Linked DNA regions of Cricetulus griseus: region 1 is linked to region 2. Evidence: chromatin contacts called from public Hi-C data. All regions are on one chromosome and are shown on one strand. Each heading gives the region's core, a stretch centred on a gene start, on an enhancer-like site or on the middle of the called end of the contact. The rest is flanking DNA. Distances are from core to core; before and after follow the strand shown. Region 1 has its middle 20 kb from the start of Irf4. Region 2 has its middle 91 kb from the start of Dusp22.

Region 1 (6,860 bases), core at 3,918-6,417, 170 kb before region 2:
GACTGGACCAACTTATGTTTCCACTGGTAGTGTAAAGGGTTCCCTTTCCCTGCATCCTCACAGCATTTGTTATTGTTGTTCTTTCCTTGATGGTGGTAACTGGCTTTCTGACTGGGATGAGGCTTGCAGTATAATTTTAATTTGTATAAAATATATACTTTTATGGTATGGAATTGAAAACCACAAAACATGCTATTTGTTTTGTTCTGATCACCCTCCTCCTCTTTCTCTCTCCATTCCTTCCTTGCTTTCCCCTCCTTTTTTCCCCTCAATTTGAATCGACAAATAAAAACTGTACTTTTTTTTTTTCAAAAGAGGATTTTTCTATGTAGCCCTGGCTGTCCTGGAACTTGTTCTGTAGACCAGGCTGTCCTCAAACTCACAGATACCCATTTGCCTCTCCCTCCAAAGTTCTAGGATTGAAGTTTGGAGCCACAAAACTATCCCTAATTATCGTTTAGTAAGCTTTTCTTTCATTTCTGTGACAAAACATACGATATACTTAATTAAAAAGGAGGAAAAATTTGTTTTGGATCATGAGTCATTTCGTAGTTCCTAGCACTGTTTCTTTGGTTCTGAGATGGCAAAGCAAGTCATGTCAAGGGTGTGGCATCATGGCAGCTGGGAAGCACAGAGACAGTAACCCCTTCAAGTGGTAGCTACAAGTGGCCCAACTTCCACTAGACTACACATCCTAAGGTCTTGCTACCTTTCAATTGCTGGTGACTAAGCCTTTACACGTAGGCTTTGGGGGACATTCCGAACCACAGCATTTTGGGTGCATAATAATATGCTCTGGTGCGTGCACCTACTGAGGAATGGCTAGAGTAAACTGGCTGATCTGCATTTCCTCACTTACTTATTTAGCAAGAACATGTATCTACTCTTCAACAATTCTCAAGTATATAATCCATTGTCTGTAACTCTGGTCACCATGTAGGTCCCATGAGTTTTCTTTTCTTCCTGACATTTTATGTCTGTGGTAGTACAAATTAAGCTACAATACACGGGATTGGATGATGTAGGTTCATTTTATTGGGGGGAAATCACATGAGAATACTGGGAGGATCCAAGCTCAACTGCCTCTGTGACCTGACTGGAACCAATAGAGAGCAAGCCTGTCCCTGACCCCAGACCAAAATGCCACAGCTCACAGATGTACCTGTGACCACGCCCAAATGGGTGGGGTCAGTGCCACAGGTACTTAGTAAGATCTCTCACTATGTGTGTGCTGTGTGTGTCCTTTAACTAATACCCCCAACCCTGGCCCTCCCCACGCAGGTCCCCAACCTCTGTTAACCGCTCGTCTACCCTTTGCTTCCAAGTTGGATGTCTTTAGTTTATGCACATAATGAGATTCTTCTGTGTTACCCTGTGCCTCGTCTATTTCACCACATGACAGCTCCCACATTTATCCATGCTGTTATAAACAGCAGGACTTTATTCTCCTATGAGCCCACCTTATAATATTTGCTTTGCATATTATTAACCATATTTATTATGCTGTGCAATAGGACACAGAAATCCCTTTTCTCTGTATAACTAAAATTTTTTATCTGTTAGCCTATGTTTCCTGAATCTTTATATCCACCATCTGCTTCTAAGAATGTGAAATGTATCTTTCTATCCCTGGGTGTTTATTTTAACATGATGTCCCCCTGATTCATCCATGTCATCACAAGTGTCCAGATTCCGTTCCCTTTGAAGGTTATATATTGTTTTATCATGTGTATTCGCTGTTTTCTTCATCCAGTCCTGTGTTGGTGGACATATTGTTTGATTAGATATCTTGAGTGCTAAAAACAAACACAGGAGTGCAGCCATCTCTTTCCCATGCTCATTTAAATTTTGGATATATATTAAGTAACAGGATTGTTGACTCACATATTTTATTTTGTTTTGAGAAATTTCACCTTATTTCCCATAGTGGGTGTACTAACTTAACTTCTCAGCATCAGTGATCCAGGGGTTCTTTTCCTCCTTGGGTATTCTTTTTATTACTCTATTTGTATTTTAAGCATGGGAGTGTTTGCTTACAGGAACTATGTGAACCATGTGCATGCCTGGTTGCCTACAGAGGCCAGCAGAGGGTGTCAGATCTTCTGGAACTGTAGCTATAGGTGGCTGTAAGCTGTCAGGTGGTTGTCAAGTGGATTCTGGGACCTAACTCCAGGTTTTCTGTAAAAGCAGCTCATACTCTTTGACCATGGAGCAATCACTGCAGCCCCAGGCATTCTTTTAAATCCTCGACTGCATATTTCTCTTGCTATATCTTATTTCTCCCTAGGAACTTCCAAGAGCAAGGATCACACTCTTTATTTCTTATTTTTTTTTCTTAGCAGACTTGAAATAGTATCAGGCACAGATACTAGCCAAAAAAGACAAAGGAGAAAACTGTGGACTGTTTTAAAAAATAAGGCCAGTTTTTTTTTTAAATCTGCTTTATTTTGTTGTTGAGTAGCATACAAAATCATGGCTTTCGTTATAACCTCTCCATGCATGTATGTCAACATTCTCCCCTCACATCGTTCGCTTGTCATTATCTCTTTTGCTCCCCACACCTCACCCCGCTGGTTGCCTTCCTTCCCCCCCTCTCTCTGTGTAATATACATCCTGCATATAAGAGGAAATATGCAATATTTGTTTTTCTGAGTCTTTTATTTTGCTTAAGAGATGATCTCTAGTTTCATTCATTTTCCTGCAAATAATATGTTTAGTTTTTTGTTTTTTTTTTAATGGTTGAATGAAACCCCCATTGTGTGTTGTTGATAAGCTTCGAGGCTGGTTCCCTACTATGGCTGTTGTGAAAAATGCAGCAGAAAAACATGAATGTGAAGTATTTTTGTGGTATGTCGATTTAGAATCCTTCGGCTGCAAACCCAGGGGTAGAAAAGCTAGATTATATAATGGTTACATTTTCTTTTTCAGAACTGCATACTCATTTCTATAGTGCCAGTTCCAGTTTACATGTCTACCAGCAATGTATAAAGGTTTCTCTCTGCTCAGCCTCAGTGCTATTTGGGGGAGTTCTCTTGATGACAGCTATTCAGTGAGGTGAGATAAGACTCCCAGGGAAGTTTTGGGTTGCATTGACAAGACGGCTAATGCTGTAGATAATTGAAGATGCACTTCACAGTCTTGCCCTTCTTTGGGAACCAGCCTTCCATTCGTTGATGACTCATCAAATGGATAATTTGTTTGTTTTTTGATTTTTTTCTCCTTCTGGTGTTTGTTGTTTTGAGTTCCTTATAGATTCTAGATATTAATCTGTGCTAGATGCTTAGTTGACAAGAGATGTCCCCATTGCTCTGTGGCCACCTCTTCACTCTGTTTCCTTTGCTGTGGAGGAGCTCTTAATTCAAGCCCATTTGTCAATCCTTGGGCTTATTTTCTATGCAACCAGAGTCCTTTTTGAAAAGAAAAGAAAAAACAAAACAAAACAAAACCCTTGCCTGTGCCTCTGTCTAGAGTGTTTCTCTCTAACAGTTTTTCAGGGCTACATTAAGATCTTTGATCCAATTTGAATTGTTTATTTTTATCATTGTTATATTATTATTATTGGTACAGAGTGACAGCAGAGCTAGTTTCATTCTTATACATGCGGCTCATTCTTTTCTTTAGCACAGTAATTTTGAAGAGGCTGTCTTTCTCCAATATATGCTCTTGGCACTTTTTTGAAGATCAAGTGGCTGTAGCTGTGTGGATAACAAGGCTAATTTTAAGGTGTTATTTTGGTTTCATTATTGTACAGTGGCTACACTCGGGTGCCTTCTCTTTTTCAGCTTTACCCTGGACACCAACCCAGAGGGAGAGGTGATCCTTAGCTTCTGCCAGGGCTTCAGAAAATCCCAACTTCTATTATTTTGGTGATTTTTAAGTGTGTGTGTGTGTGTGTGTGTGAAGGTTTTGATATGTAGCCCAGGCTGGCCTCGTTGAACTCACAGTGATCTTTCTGACTTAGCTTCCTGAGTACCACTGTGCTTGGCCCTCATTTTGGTTTGGAGGAGAGCAGAGCTTTAAATATTTTTTTAACGGCTGGTCCCTCTGGCGGTTTTGGGTGCTCCCTTGTCGTTTGTGCTGAGACGCTTTTGATACCACTAGTCAGCGATTTTGCAGAATGTCTCTCCATTGCCTGATGTTTGTTCTGGTTCCGTTGAGGTCAGTGCACTTTTGACAAAAATCCCACAGATGCGATGCTATGTCCTCAGTGCATGACAGCAACGGACGGTAACAGGGTTTATTAGTGTCACTGTTGCCCAGGATAGTCCTTCAGGGTTATAACTGAAGGGTTTCCCCACTGATTAGTGATTTGGTTTTTCTTTCTAATTGGTCTCTCTCTTGGGAGAGATAAGTCCAGACTATGCAAATACAGTCTCTCCCTCGTGCTGTGCCTAGTGATTCAGTGACTGTGGGTGGTCTGCCTAGAGTCATTACTGTCACATGCAATGGTGATTTTGTACTTTTCTAGTTTGTACTTCCACATCTGCTCACCTGAATTCTTCCACGGGCAGGAATGCTTCATCTTTCTACTTACTTATTCATCCAATTGCATGTCACTTTGGACTCAGGGGTATTTTTACACTGTGGGTTGGACTATAGTGCTCTAATAACTTGTTCAAATTACACCCGTTTGGCCCTGATTGGCTCTGCAGCCTTTTGACGTGTCCTTTCTTCTTCTTCTTTTTTTTTTTCAAGCACTTCCTTTTTCCCTGACTGCAAAAATGTCTCAGGCTCATCACATATTCTCTCCTTTTCAAGGCCTGGCATCAACCACTCCTCCCTGAAACCCATCCTGTACTGGAGCTTTTTCAACGTCATCATTGATTTCTGCCATTACGTTCTGTAGGAAATGCTGACCACCACAGGACAAGGAGCTGGCTGCTGAGACCCAGCCACAATCCATACCACCTAGAGCAGTCTCCACACAGCCCAGCACCTCCACAGTACTTAGAGCAACCACTCCATACCACCTAGAGCAGTTTCCACACAGCCCAGCAGCTCCACAGTACTTAGAGCAACCACTCCCGTCTCCTTTACTGGCTCTTGATCACTCAGCAAAACGTCCTGGAGAAGGGCCAGAGGAAGAACCAACTGCGCAGCAATTCCAGTTTCTGCCAGCCTGTGGAGCCTGGAACCAGGAATCAAACCTCTGTCCTCCTTTTCCTAAAAATAGTTCTTAAGGAAACAGGATCCAAGACAGTGCAAGGCACTCACACAGCCGAGCGCAGTGCAGGCAGCCAGGAGACGGGACATCTCAGCAGTGGCATCAGTGGCCTTGGATGTGTAAGAATTTGGTCAGCGTGTATTTACCAAATACATGCACAAATAACTGAGAGCCAGAGAGGGAAGCACTCAGCAGGCTGAGGACAATAAATTCGGCAATGGGCTTATGGCACGTTAGTGCTGCTCACTCCAGAGCTAAGTACCTGAGAACGCTATCTGGTGTCTTATCGTTTGGCAAAACCCTCTAAATAGGTGAGTGTGCTTTTCTCAGATTGGTCTGAACACCCCTCTGTGATTGCTGTTACTGCATTGCTGACACTAGGAGATGTACTGCTGGAGTCACAAAACGTCCTCAAGTGTGGCACAGTGAAGTGTGAATAATTTATATTTTACAAGAAAAGCCATGGGTTTCAGGATCTTATAGAACCATCAGATGTTCCAACTCACTCTGCAGCACAAGAACTTGGGAGCCCATAGAGACTCCCGGTTACCTTTGGAAGCTTGTGGAAAATCAGGGGGTTGCCTTTGGAAGCTTGTAGGAAATCAGGCTTTGAAGGTGCAGCCTGCTCTGGTGTCCACAGTGCAGTCAGCTCCGCTTCCTCCATCTTTGCTCCTCATCTCTTTGACATGATGCTAATACAACTCTGCCACACACTGCTTTATTAAGTGGAGACACCATTAAGAAGCAGCCTGTGAGACAGATGACAGCCCTGCCCCACCCGAACAGGCTTTGCACTTTTCCTTGTGAATGCTAGGCAAGTGCTCTACTACTGAGCCACACCCCAGCCCATTTGTTTCTCCATAGGAACATGATCTTGAGGAACTTGTGTGCTGCCAGCCCAGATCCAGTGTGATGCTATCATCTTTGCTTGGCCCGGTTCTGGTCAATGGGAGCTCCTGCTGGCTAGTTCTTAACCTTCAGTGACGACACTGTCCCTGATGGTTCTACAGACAGAGAGGCAGGGACTCATCAAGCTTGACCCAAAGGGACTGATGTGGGAAAGGCCCACAGGGGAGGGAGGGAGGCTTGTGTGGTGGAAAAGGGGAGAGGGTGCTGCCTTTGAGGAACCGAAAGGGCTGCAGGACTCTGCTGGTGGGCAAGTGTTGAGGAGGTGGGGCTCGGTGGGTACTGCTGCAAGAGCTGGGGCAAGGGAAGAGCTGTGTGGGCTTTGGAACGGCTGGTTAAGATGTAAGGGTGATCACAGCTAGTGTTCTTGCATCTTGGCCATGTAGAAGGTGCTGATAGATGTCACTGTTCATCACCACCACTGCTACTGCTTCAGCTGCTGCTATCCTCACCTCTGCCACCACCGTCAGCAACGCTTCTGCTGCCATGGCCACTGTCTAATACCAGTCTCTCCTGCCATTACTTCTGTGGCCGCTGGCATCCCTGAGGTTGCCTTCTGGTACTCTCTTCCTGTACCACTGTGGCTACTCCTTCTGCAGCTGCTGTTGGGACATCTGATGCAATGGTCACTGCCCACCACCTCTCCTGTCCTTTTCACTAATCTGTACTCAAGAAACTGTAAGAAAAATCCTTTAGCTGTGATCCTTCTGCATGTCTGAGGACTAGATCCCAGACAGTCCCTAAGCTGTGATCCGTCTGAGTGTTTGAGGACTAGCTTCTAGATGTCCCT
Region 2 (6,754 bases), core at 2,136-4,635:
ATAATGAGCTGTATAAGAATACTAGCTGACAAGAGTCAGAAGGAGCAAACCAGTAAGTAGCATTTCTCTGTGGTTTCAGCTTCAAAGCCCTGCCTTGAATTCCTGCTCTGGCTTCCCCCAGGGAAACCTGTAAGCAAGGCCCTAAATTACTATGAGTAGGTATTTTATCACAACAGCAGAACAGCAAGCTAAGACAACATCTTTTTCGGAGGATGGCAGGAAGAAAAAGATGTTGCTTGTTGCTTCACTGACAATAGGTCTTAAGGGTTTATGTTCTTACTTTTCCTTCTCCTAGAGCATACTTGATATTTGCTATCTTTGTATATAGGTTTTTTTTTGTTTTTTGTTTTTTGTTTTTGGTTTTGGTTTTTCAAGACAGGGCTTCTCTGTGTAGCTTTGGAGCCTATCCTGGTACTCGCTCTGGAGACCAAGCTGGCCTAGAACTCACAGAGAGAGATCGGCTTGCCTCTGCCTCCCGAGTGCTGGGATTAAAGGCGTGCGCCACCAACGCCCGGCTGTATATAGTTTTGTATCAAGTCTGAATCTTTTTCTTTAGACTAAAAGGGGAATTGTAGTGAGAGATCCAACCAGCTTCACCTGTGCTGCTGACTACACCCGTTCGGGGATGGTCACAGGTGAGTACGTGAGAGTGTGGGATTCGGTCCGGGGTCCGGGACAGGCTTGCTCTCTTGGTTCGGCTCGGGTCACGGAGAGCAGCTGGGTGAGGATCCTTGGAGCTGGAACTTGTGGGTCATCAGTTTCTTATGTAAGTGATTTCTCCCCGAATAAAATTAACCTGTATTTATCCTAGTCCCGTGTATCTTCATGTGTATCTCTACAGTGGCATCCCTAGGTTGATGTAGGGGAGACTGGAGGATTGCTAGGGCTTGCCAGCTGATAGCCCAGGGTGTGCCATGTTCAGTGAGAGACCCTGTCTCAAGGAAACAAAGTAGCTAGTGATAGAGCATAGCATATGACAATCTCTTCTAATTGCTACAGGTGCTTATGGGTGCACCTACAAATGTGTATACACAGACATGAGAGACGGGAGGGAAAGAGAGGAAGAGGGCGGGAGAGGGGGAGAAGGGAAGAGAGGGAGGGAGACGGGGGAAGACCAGTCACAGAGATAGAGGTAAAAATTAGGAGGGAGATGTGACCACAGCAAGTCCATGAGACGCAGACACCATCGTTATGTGTCTGAGGACCATCTGAGAGTTCCAGGCAAACAGGTTACTCTGCTTCTCCACAGCAGCCCAAAGCCACCTGGGAGACAGGGACTGCCTACCACCTTCACAGGACTTAGTGAAAGCTCAAGAAAAGGCTCAGAGAGTAAAAGGCCCTTGTTGTCAAGTCTGGTGACCTCAATTTGACCTTTGGAGGGTAGAAGGGACGGGACTGATTCACGCAAGCTGTCCTCCAGCGTTCTCGCATGCTCTATGGCACACTATCTCCAGTAAATAAAGAGTAAAAAAATCTTATAAAATCGAGTTAGTGAGCTCTTTGTAATGAGAGCCCTCGCCACAGGAACAGGCTGTATCTTTCTGTGAAAGATGTATTTAAACCCAACCCTTGAGCTTGAAGAAAAAGATGGCTACTTCACTTTTTCTCTTTTACAAGCTCTATGACAATTAATCACATCTCACATTTGGGTCATCAAAACTGTGGACCCTGAAGGATTTTCTGTGCTACATTCACATTCTTAGTCATCTGAAGAGTCACACATCTATCAGCCTGGGAACTAGCCCTACATGGAAGCTGAGAGCAGTTCTGGTGTCTTTATTTTCAGTGTCATTTGTCACACAGTTCCTCCATTTCAGACTCCCTTTCTCTGAGTCACATCAAGGGAGGGTGGGGGGAAAAGGACTAAGTTCCCAAGTACCAAGAACTTGGAGCAAGCCTCAGAACACCAGCCACCAAGAGCCAGAACGCAAATGTGGGCAGTACTTTGCCCAAAAGGGCTACTGACCAGTTTTATTTTGTTTTTCTTGTTTTTTTGTTTGTGTTTTTTTTTTTTTTTTCTTTTTTGGTTTTTCAAGACAGGGTTTCTCTGTGTAGCTTTGGAGCCTATCCTGGCACTCGCTCTCGAGACCAGTCTGGCCTCGGACTCACAGAGATCCGCCTGCCTCTGCCTCCCAAGTGCTGGGATTAAAGGCGTGCGCCACCAACGCCTGGCTACTGACCAGTTTTTAAAGGGCAGAAATTGCCTAAAATCAAGAGCTATCAGTAGATACATGTTCTGTTTCTCCATCACATAAGGGAAATAAGGCACTTGGAAAGAAAGGAAACTGGTATTTGGGGGATCGGTTACGATCAATGATTTGGGGATTGGCCACAACTCTGATCCAGATGAAAATGTGTCACAATGAAGCCCCAGCAAGACACTGATTACAGAAGTTATGACAGAGTTTGTGTCCCTCCCACAGCCCTCTGGCTCCCTCCAGAGGACACTCTGCCACTGGCTTAGTGAAGATGATAGAGATTCATACAAGTAATTTGACTGGTCGGTTTTTGTCACTGCCCAGAGCTGGAAGGAAGATCCATCAAATATCCTGTTATGAAATTCTCAGCTCGGGTCCTTTCTCTGATTGGGAAAGCCTTCTTGGATCTCCCTGTGTGGTCTATCCTCTTCTGTGTGTGTGTGTGTGTGTGTGTGTGTGTGTGTGTGTGTGTGTGTGTGTGTGTGTGTGTGTATCTCCCCGTGTGGTCTATCTTCTTCTATGTATGTGGTCTATCCTCTTCTATGTGTGTGGATCTCCCTGTGTGGTCTATCTTCTACTATGTATGTGGATCTCCCTGTGTGGTCTATCCTCTTCTGTGTGTGTGTGTGTGTGTGTGTGTGTGTGTGTGTGTGTGTGTGTGTCTGTGTATCTCCCTGTGTGTTCTATCTTCTTCTATGTGTGTGGTCTATCCTCTTCTATGTGTGTGGATCTCCCTGTGTGGTCTATCTTCTTCTGTGTGTGGCAATGATAGAGTGTTACTATGTGGACTGGACTGTGAACTCCTTGCTCATTGCTGTTTCAGCAGATATAGTAAATGTTTAACAAATAAATATTTGTTGACTTAGCAATAAATGAAATGTTAGAAAATTCAGGCTCCAGGAAACCTATGGAATAAAGGATTAACACTTGCAAGGTGGCTTTCTTTCCGTTCAGTCTTGTGTCTCTAAGAACAGCTGTGGGAGGTATTAGCTTTTGTAATAGATGTGATTTAAGAGAGTTGAGGCATCATGAAGTTTCCTGGGAAAAGGAAATTGTTAATACGATGACTAATGTTTTAGAATATGTGATAAAAACATAAGCATCCGTAGTCACACATAAGCACAGGGCCCTGAGAGGAAAAAATACTTGATGCATGACTTACTGGGAAAGCCCAGGAGTGGCTCAGGGTAGACAAGAGTGAAGGGAAAATTTGAGGACATAGAAAGGGTTGTATGGTGCCATGACCAGAACCCAGCAGCCTGCTCTTTGCTTCAGACCCTCTGTCTCTATCATGTTTTCAGGTTGAGGGACACCAGTGGAGGATTCGTTTGTGTTGTAGGAACCATCCCTCTTCATCTATGTCGTTCATTTGAAACTGTAGGCTAATAGCAGATGACCTCAGCAGTGGCCAGTGGGCAGGGCAAATTGGCAAGAGTCACCAGAAACCCAAGATGGCAGAGCTACATAGTTCTTCAGAACACAGGAACATCCCGGGGTGCATCTTTGTGTGCATTGTGATTATTAGATCTAGGTTTGGGCTTGGAGTCCAAGCAAGGTTCATAAGTGAGCTAGGCATGGATCCCAGCTCTGTCCCTGGTTGGCTGGATAATTTCTACAGAAAAGTTGACTTTCTCTCACTCGCTTCATTTTCCTCTTTGAGACAGTACATCCCAGTGGTACAAGCTGTGACCTGGAGTTGGACCTCTCACTTTTATTCCAACACTGCCACCAAGAGCAGGGTGATTGCCGGCTTATTTCTCTCATAATGCTATACTTTAATCAGCTGTAAACTGAAGATGACCTGGTGGGCGTTGGTGGTGCATGCCTTTAATCCCAGTACTTTGGAGGCAGAGGCAGGCAGATCACTGAGTTTAAGTCCAGCCTGGTCTACAAAGCAAGTGCCAGAACAGGCTCCAAAGCTACACAGAGAAAACTTGTCTTGAAAAACAACAAACTAACAACCCCTCGAAAAAAAAAACAAAATGAAGATGATCAAATTACCCACATTCAGAGCTGCTATGATGGTGAAACAAGTTAACATGTGTAAGGATCCAGCAAGAGCAAGAGTGAGTGGAACACAGTCTTCAATATACCTCAGCTGTTATTTGTCTTTACTGTTGGCAACACACAGGGGTGACAACATGGTCTTAAGTGATTCACAGAGGAGAATACACCTGACATGTTTGTGTCTAGTTATGCCTCCTACTAGCAGTGTTCTCTTCTAGGTATAAGACTTCTGGAGTCTTAAGAGCCTTTGTCTAGAACTGAAGACACATGAATCCCTGCATTCTGTGTAGGTAACATCTAATGACAATGTTGTTTCTTTTGTATAGGTCTCATTTGAAAGAAAACATTAAGGTCAGGAAAGGCAAAGCCAGAGTCTTTTTTTTTTTTATTGTGTGCATAATCCTTACTGGGAGATTTGAGAGAAGGGACATGGCCTAATGGTGAGTTACAGGCCTGTGCTTGCTCACGAAGGGCTCCACTGGGACTGGTGGGGATTTGTCAGCCAACTTCTTCATCTGGTTCTCCATCTCTGAAGCCTGAAATTCTTACCCACAGTGGTGCACAGTGGTACTGTTATCTCAGTAGATGTCTGATGAGTCTAAAATCAATGTGTGTTTCAGAGACTACGCAAATAACAGATGATTAGTCCAAATGTGAACATTGGGTCAGGGACCTCAGAGTGTAACAGATGTATGGAATCCCAAAAGGAAGGAAAGTTTAACTCTTGCCTTTGTGCCCTTGTGACAGGGACGCTCTTTTTAAAACTTGTCGGATAGTTTTGGATACTTTGAATTTTAGTCAATTTCACCTCCATTCTCTTCATCACCTCCCCATACTGGAATGATTTCCCACAAATCCTCCCTCTGCTTCTCTCTCTCTCTCTCTCTCTCTCTCTCTCTCTCTCTCTCTCTCTCTCTCTCTCTCTCTGGCCCACTGAGTTCAATTAGAGTGTTAGAGTTTCTTTCTCAAGAATGGATAGGAGGTAATTTACTTGAGCAAGGGCAACTTGTCACTGAATACACTACTAAAAAAAATGGCATCTTTCCTCCAATAACTGTTAATTGCCAAGAGTCCCTGATAGAGGTGTAGTGCCTCATGGTCATTCCCCATCCATGATAAAATGCTAAACTGTCCAAGTTAGTGCTGATCTTATACAGATAGCTACAATTGCAGCAAACTCATGCATACAATAGCTATGTCATGTCTGGAAGACAGCTTTTTGCGGCACTATCTCCCTATCCTTTTGTCTTTGTCTTCTTTCTACCCTCTTTTCCATAATGTTCTCTGAACAGTTCTGAAAAGGGGCAGGTGTCTGGATGGAGCCTCTTAACCAGGGATGGAAAGTCCAGTACTCTTCAACCACCACCTTTCCCTTTGCAACTTAACTTAACTCTTTGTTCCAGCAAAGGCTGGTCCAAAGCTGATTTCCCCCTGTACCCTCATCTGAATACTTGGTTAAAGGGCACAAGGAAACCAGACCCAGCTTTAGGGCTGGACAGAGAGGCAGTGTCGAGGGAAGAAAAAGAGATGTGCTGTGAAGAGATATGCTTGCCTAATAGTTCAAGTGTCCAGACCTATGAGAGGGCATTGAAAGGGGCCACATGGAGAGGAGTGGAGACCCCCCCAGGCACACATAGCACCAACACAACCGAGTTAGACTTCTACTCCTCCAGATGTCTACTGTGTAGATACCAAAAGGATTGGTGTCCACTCAATGTGGACTGTCCCCCAGTGCCCTGGCATAGTGAACATAAATGAAGATTAGTTTGGAGGAGTGAGAGAAAGAAATGTGTCATGAAACTCAGGAGGCAGTCAGTTTCTCAAATGGGATAGCATGTATCCTAAATTCATATCCTACTCAATTAGACATGCATGAAAAACTATTCCTCCTCAGCAAATGGGGATGGCAATAGTCTGACTCAAATTAGCTCAAAGCCGCTGCAGAGCCTGAGCCTGGCCAGATGTCCAGCAGCGTGCAATGGATATTCCAGGGCTCTCTCTGAATGGTCCTCTCCTCAGTTCACTTTGCCCATTGGCCAAGTCTCAGTTTCAGCGTCTTCTACCCTCAGAGACCCAGCTGGGGGAAAAGACTTCAAAGAGGCCCTATGGAGGGTTGCTCTAGCTAACCTTTCTCTGTTACCTTTGACCAGTTCCTCCTATCTTGCAGTTCTTGGAAATATCATTTTCTCTATAGCTATGTAATGGCCCAAAAGGAGGCCTCAGGCCTCCTCAGAGGTTGCCCAGCACCTGTTTGCTCAGCACACCCTCCAGGTGTAGGCCTGCTGGGAAAGAACAGGAGTGAGACAGGGTGTCTCCCCCACCCCCACCTAGGCCTACAGCTGGCACAGGTTCCTCATACTCTTTACCCAAATCTTTAGATGAAGGTGAGACCAGCTGCAGACCAGAGTTTCTTGGGGCAGGGAGGTGAAGTTCAAAAGGGAAGCTGATGGAAGAGTGTACGACCCTCCCCCCCCCCATTAAGAGGTTCTCAGTCACATATTAGTCCCTGTTCCAAATTGTCAGTGTCACCTGGGGTAATCACCAGGGCT

The links. A called contact is a pair of places that touch in the nucleus more often than the background predicts.
Region 1: a Hi-C map of fibroblasts shows a contact between it and region 2, with 4 times the contacts expected there. The contact joins two enhancer-like sites. A contact is called at or near these places in 2 of 8 Hi-C or Micro-C datasets (fibroblasts and liver).

What each region holds. Positions count from the first base shown.
Region 1 is chr3:251,433,063-251,439,922 of CriGri-PICRH-1.0, reverse strand. No RefSeq gene overlaps it. Among named protein-coding and RNA genes, the nearest start is that of Irf4, 20 kb to the left of the region's middle. Within about 2 kb of position 5,167, at least 2 of the 6 cell types and tissues checked have open chromatin away from gene starts, as enhancers often do.
Region 2 is chr3:251,265,987-251,272,740 of CriGri-PICRH-1.0, reverse strand. No RefSeq gene overlaps it. Among named protein-coding and RNA genes, the nearest start is that of Dusp22, 91 kb to the left of the region's middle. Within about 2 kb of position 3,385, at least 3 of the 6 cell types and tissues checked have open chromatin away from gene starts, as enhancers often do.